Regions from separate parts of the Anser cygnoides genome. Here region 1 is linked to region 2. The links are chromatin contacts, called in public Hi-C maps. All regions are on one chromosome and are shown on one strand. The core of a region is the stretch at or near the end of the contact, and the rest is flanking DNA. Distances in the headings are between cores, read along the strand shown. Region 1 holds the start of IRF7 (interferon regulatory factor 7). Region 2 overlaps PNPLA2 (patatin like phospholipase domain containing 2).

What was found. Hi-C and Micro-C count contacts between places; a contact is called where the count stands out from the background.
Region 1: a contact with region 2 is called in a Hi-C map of liver, with 2.6 times the contacts expected there. The contact joins the promoter of IRF7 here to the enhancer-like site in region 2. A contact is called at or near these places in 2 of 7 Hi-C or Micro-C datasets (both in liver).

What each region holds. Positions count from the first base shown.
Region 1 is chr5:20,533,194-20,536,073 of Taihu_goose_T2T_genome, forward strand. It overlaps IRF7 (interferon regulatory factor 7), which reads left to right and starts at 1,571. Exons shown (of 11, transcript XM_048058585.2): 1 at 1,571-1,748; 2 at 1,848-2,010; 3 at 2,473-2,635; 4 at 2,718-2,791. The coding sequence starts at 1,726. It overlaps LOC125182167 (a long non-coding RNA gene), which reads right to left and starts at 1,979. Exons shown (of 4, transcript XR_007161318.2): 1 at 1,771-1,979; 2 at 362-695.
Region 2 is chr5:20,441,413-20,444,622 of Taihu_goose_T2T_genome, forward strand. PNPLA2 (patatin like phospholipase domain containing 2) reads right to left here. Exons shown (of 9, transcript XM_048058828.2): 2 at 105-337. Among named protein-coding and RNA genes, the nearest start is that of PNPLA2, 11 kb to the right of the region's middle. Within about 2 kb of position 1,824, at least 2 of the 3 cell types and tissues checked have open chromatin away from gene starts, as enhancers often do. A contact at or near this core is called in liver, where this site is marked.

The DNA.
Region 1 (2,880 bases), core at 321-2,820, 92 kb after region 2:
GGAGCAAAGGGAAATTTCCTGGGAACCATTCAGTGCTTCCTCTTAAGCAACAGGGAGAAGTTCCTGGAAAGGAGGAGGAAAATTCCTCACAAGCAAGAAGTGTAAGGAGAAAGAGGCCCAGAGCAGGTGCTTGGGCCCCAAGATGTCAGCACTTGAGGCCTCTCTGCCTCTGGGGGCTTTTTGGTTTTAAACGCTCCCCGCAGAGCTCGGCCAGGCTCAGGGAGAAGCGAGTGCTCAGCCTTAATGCCGCCTGCCCCAAGCCGCTGCCATTCCCCATTTTCCCCACTCGTTTAACGCGTGGCCTCCCCAATCCCGGAGGTGCAGGGGGGGCTGTTTTCCGTGACGGGCCCCCGGCACTTACTGGAAACCAGCTGCAGCCCGGCCGGGTGCCGCTTCCCCTTTCCAGCTCAGGGAATGTGCCCCCAGCCTCTGTCCCCCTCCCAGGGGCTTGCGGGGCCGCAGCACCTGCAGGTGGGCACCCTCATGGGGTGCCATCAGGAATGTCCCCGTGGGGACGTACAGCATCAGGCCTGATTTATTTGTTTCCCTCTTTTTTTGTGTGTTAAACCCTGGCATTTCCATCAAGCGAGGTGGCAGCGGTGGCAGGAGGCTTTGTGGTGGTGCGGCCGCACTGTCCTCGGGCTGCGTGGGGAGCCTTCGCCCCGGGAGCTCCTTAGCGTGCAAACCGAGGCAGCCTGAAAGAAGAAGCCTCGCAATAAGTATCGAGCAAACAAACACAGAAAAGGAGGCACGGGAGTTTCCAGCCCCAAGGTCAAGCCCTGCGTGCCGGTGCACCCGGAAAGCCCCGGTGGTGGCGGGCGCAGCCCATTCCCAGCCAGACCCGGGCGTTTTGGGGCGTCCGGGGGCCAGCCCCGTTCTGCCCTCGGTGCTGCGTTACTCCATTTTGGGGTGCTGCCCTCCCTTGCCTCGGCTTTTTGGGGCTGGAGCAGCCCGTGGGGAGCGAGAGGGGCCGGCAGCCGTGCTGGATGCAGAAACCACAGCCGCGGCACCGAAACCGGGGCCGGGAGTCGCCGAGGCCGGCACGGGGCACCCCACGGCCCCCCCACCCAGCACAGCGGGGCCTGATCCTGCCCGGACCCCCTCCCCCCCCCCCAGCCCTCATCGCCTCCGGGCCTGCAGCCCCCAGGGGTCCAGCTTTTACAAGTGCAGCTTTCAGCCTGGATTTGCTTTGTTGTTGTTGTTGTTGTTGTTGTTTGAGGGGCGGGGGTTGCAAACATTGCAGCGGCACTGGGCAGTGCAATAATTACCTCTGAGGGCACAAATTGCTTTTGGGTGGGCACAACGGGGCTGGGGGCTGCTCCTGCTCACCCCCCCCGCCATCATCCCAGTGGTGTTTGGGGGGGGGGGGGGGGGGGGGGGGGGCCATGCACCTCCATCCTGAGCCAAGCCCCCTGCACAGCGGGGACGGGGAGGGGAAGGGGGGGATCCTGTAAAAGGGGGACCCATGGGTTGCAGCTCGGTGCCATGACCCCCCCCAGCCAACCGCCCGTTCCTCCCCCACCCTGGGCCACCCAAGCGGCCGGTTTCAGTTTCGGGAGCCCCACGTGATTTCCAGGAAAGCCGCTCCCGCTGCCGCTCCTATAAGAGCCAGCACCCGCGGGAGGGAACCCCGATACCAAGGGGTGAGGGGGAAAGGCACCGGGACCACCCCCCCCAGCCAGCCGCTGGGGGCTTTGGCAGCGGTGCGAGGGCAGCAGGGACACCATGGCAGCAGCGGAGAGCAAAGGGTAAGCAGCAGCCTCCACTCACCAGGCAGGGGGCCCAGCACCAGGCCGGGGGTCTGCGAGCCCCGAGTCCCCCGCGGTGACGGCCCCGTGTCCCCGCAGGGATGCCCAGAAGCTGCGCTTTGGGCCGTGGCTGGTGAACGCCATCAACAGCGGCTTGTACCAGGGGCTCTGCTGGACCGACCCGGCCCGCAGGGTCTTCCGCATCCCCTGGAAGCACAACGCCAGGAAGGACGTCACCAGCAGCGACATCGAGATCTTCAAGGTGGGTGGGATGGAGGGCAGAGGTGGCCACCCCACCTGGGCCATTGAGGTTGGATGGGAAGGGGGTGCAGACAGCACAGACCCCAGAGCCTTCAAGGCAGGTGAGATGGAGGCCACCAGCAGCGCCCCCCCCCACCCCCAAGGCCTTCAAGGTGGGTGGGAATGGGTGCAACTGGCCCTAGGTGGCCCTGCTTGAGCAGGGTTGGACCAGAGGGCTTCCAGAGGCCCCTTCCCACCTCACCCCTTCTGTAGGCAGGGGGGGACCAGCGGTGACCTCAAGTTCCTCAAGGTGGGGGGGACGGGCTGACCACAAGGCAGGGGGGACAGGTGTAGGCCCGCAGTGACCGTGAGGTCTCCACGGTGGGTGAGGTGGGCGGACTTGGGGAGGGGGGCCCCGGGCATCCCCCAAACTGGGTGTCCCCAGAGCTGGGGTCCCTGCGCTCACCCCCCCCGCGCCCCCCAGGCCTGGGCGCAGGCCAGCGGGAGGTACGAGGGGAGCCCCGAGGACCCGGCCAAGTGGAAGACCAATTTCCGCTGCGCCCTGAGGAGCACCCACATGTTCACGCCGCTGGAGGACCACTCCAAGAACAGCGATGACCCTCACAAGGTCTTCGCCGTCTCCTCAGGTGAGCCCAGGCCTGCAAGGAGCAACTGGGGAATGGGGGGGCTGAGCTCGGGGACCCCCCCCTCACCCCGTTCTCCTTCCAGCTGCCCCCCAGCATGGCCAGGACGGAGGTTTTGGGGGCCCCATGGCGGACGCCCCGCCGCCGCAGCAGCCACAGGTAACGGGGTCAGCATGGCAGGAGGGGAGGGAGCCAGGGCCTGCAGCCCCCGTCCCCCAAATCCTTGGGGTGCTCCAGAACTGGAGCCC
Region 2 (3,210 bases), core at 574-3,073:
ACATGCTGAGAATTAAACTACGTTACGAAGGACATTGGGAGTCCAAGGCAAAACAAACCAGCTTGCAGTTCTTGCCCAGCCCTCTGCAAGAAGTTTCCAGTCACCTGGATGAGCTCCTCCTTGGAGTGGAAGTCCGACAGTATGACGTTTTCTCCATCAGACACCCGCGTGAGGGAAATACCCAAACGTCCTGCTGCGACCTCGTGCCCATTGTCCGGCACGGTCTTGGACAGGCAGATCCGAATGATCTTCACCAAGTTGAAAGATGGGTGGAGCGGCCCCAAGAACCTCTTCCGTGCTTCTTTCGACACTCGAATAATGCTGGCACCAGCCTCACCTGCCACGATAGGAAGAAAAATGCCTGGTGAAACGCTAGCAAAACCAGCCTTCTTCACAAAACAAGGCGTAGAAAAACCTTCAACAGAGCTTTACTCAGAGGTTTCTCCCTACGTGCCAATATAGCTCGAGATGCGTGGCTATTACAGGCACTGTGGGAGAGTCACAGAAGCTTGCTGCATTTGCATTCTCACTCCCACACTGTAAACAGCCACCCTTGTCTTACACACGTTATACAAAGTCGGCGAAGATCACATGCATCTTGGTAAGGCCTCACGCTTTCTCAGGAGGCCCTGCTTGAGTGGCCTGTGAAGGACTGTTGAAAAGACAGTGACAGAAAACAGGTATTTTCATTTCAATAGACATTTGCCCATAAGCAAAAGCACCAGAAAACAGGAATCTCACTGCTTTCCAGCTGATCATCACAGCTCTGCTGGTAGCATCACTCATGTCTCAGGTAGCAAAACAGACACTATGGACAGGGGTGGACTTCGAGCCCCCTGGTGAGGCTTTGGTGTCCATCCCGCCCGTGTCCGACTCCCGAGCACTAAACCAGGCCCCGATGGCAAGGATTCCCAGAAGCACGCCTGCTTTACACTTCCACACAGTGACCCAGCTGGGTTTGGAGGGGAGAAGACACCCCCTCAGCACAAAAGGGACATCTGTACGCCTGCTAAGCCCAGTATCTCACGGTCACTAGGAGCCCAGCCTGGCAAGAGCATCAGGGCTCCGTGGTGGGAAAGGAGGGAAGGGAGAAAACAAAACAAAAACCTCACCCCAAGCCAAACCCTCCGTGCCCAACACGCTGCCCTTTGCGCACCCTGACTGCTGCTTCCACACGCAGCCCAAGCCGTGGTGAGACACGGGGCAGTGACTCCTCTGAGCACCCGCCAGTCGCTGCAATCCCAGAGACACAGGGAACACACGGGTGAGGAAAGTATCCAGGCAAGAATTAAAGGAACTGGGGGAAACAGCCACGCTTTCACCAATTAAATCTTCTCCCCAAGCTGCAGTTTGGTTTTTGGGCAAAGATGAAAGCTGCTGTCAGTGCCAGCCAACTTGAAATCCCTCTGGTTTGCTCCCTGTCCCTCTCAGCCCTGTGACTGCAGAAAGGAGGCAGCCGAGTTAGACTCAGGTTAACAGAGATAAGGGAAACACCACCCCCAGCGCACTGCGGGTGTTGACACATCCCATTCTTTTGCAATACACGTGTGCCAGCAACATGTTTTCCACTAAGGCAGCCTGTTAACGCGACTGTGTGCGCACGAAAGCCAGCAACACCAGCAGCTCGAGCGAGCACTAAATGAGACCCTTGACCACGACCAGAGGCTCTGGGGTCAGGATTTGGGTACTGTGAGGTAGCAACTCAGCGGAAAATCCAAGTTCCCCTCTCCGAAGCAATTTTTAGCCCTATAATCCCAGTCTTCTGCTCTTTCCTAAAGCAATGTTTAGCAGCCTAATTCTGATCTTACTTACTCAATTAGCCGTAAGCCACTGAGCCCAGCCTGTTCCAGATAGTAGCTGCACGGTTCAACATCCTTCCCAACACGAAGGACAACAGCCAGAAATGACAACTTGTTAGCACTCCGTGCCTAAGACACCTTTGTGCCTAACGAGAGGAAGAAATACACACAAAGAACCTGCAGCAGAGCCCAAAACTGGATGGAGCCCACTCCAGCACCTTGGCCACACGAGCCCTGGAAGCCCCACTGCACGGAGTGCGTCACAGAGCTGCTGGCCTTGCTGAAACCCCAGTAATAAATAGGGTGGGAGCCTGAGCCACGGGGACACCCCACTCACAGGGCCATGCTGGGGAGGGCGGCTCAGGGATGGCGCTTAGAGAAGCTTGCCTTCAGACTTGGCACCTCAGCGTGCAGAGATGCGACAGCGACACTGGGAACAACTGCAGTTATACAGAGCTTATGACTAACGTCTGAGCAAAAAGTCTGAGCTGGGAGTTGCTTAGGGAAAACAAAGTCCCAAATATGCCAGGAAACAGACTGTCTTGGCATCTGAGGAGGGACTTGGGCTCCAGCTGCTTCTCTGTCGTCGTTACCCAGCCAAGCAGGACAGGGGGACATGGGAGAACTGGGGACAAAATAAGAGTTATTGATAATTAGCAATTGGATTTTTTGAATTTTTTTTTGTTGTTTGTTTGTTTGTTTTAAATGTGTGCATATAAACAGATTGTGCAAAAGCAGCTTCTCAGGTATTTCAGTTTGAGGGCACCTCTGATCTTGTTGGACTTGTTGGCTCGCTTGCACCGAAACCGAGTACAGAGGAGCTCCGTGGGACGAGGAAGGCACAGGGCGATCTGCAGCGCCACCGGCTTTCCTGGAAATAAGGCCAGCTGAGGGTTCAGCCAGAGGAGTCAGGTTTACGCAGCTAGATCCATGACAGATGGCAAGCCCTCCTGGAAATAAGTTCGGGAGGAGAAAGGAGAGGTGAGAGAGCGAACAGAATTTGAGCTGGTTTTTCCTGGAATAGCTTTTCTGGTAGTGATGGGACTTAAAGGAGTCTGCCAGAGGGAGCAGCTGAATGAGAGAGGTGGTAGAGAGAAAAATCCTGCAGGAGTCAGCCACAAACTGTCTGCCCCTGCCGGGGTAATCCTGTGCCAACTCCAGTCCACAGAAAAGTTTGTTTTTTGATGGATCTGATGATTCAGAGCACAGGGTCACGGGGAAAACCACAACGTTTATTTTCCTCTCTTGGGGTACATCACAAGGAGTACTGCCAACCTCCCACAGCTGGTATCAGCTCTTTTCCCCCACCAAATGCTTCTCCCCATACAGACTTAACTAAACCATTATCCCTCTAAACAAACACAACCTGTATCAATGAGAAATATTTCACGTGGCACGGGGGAGGCCACCT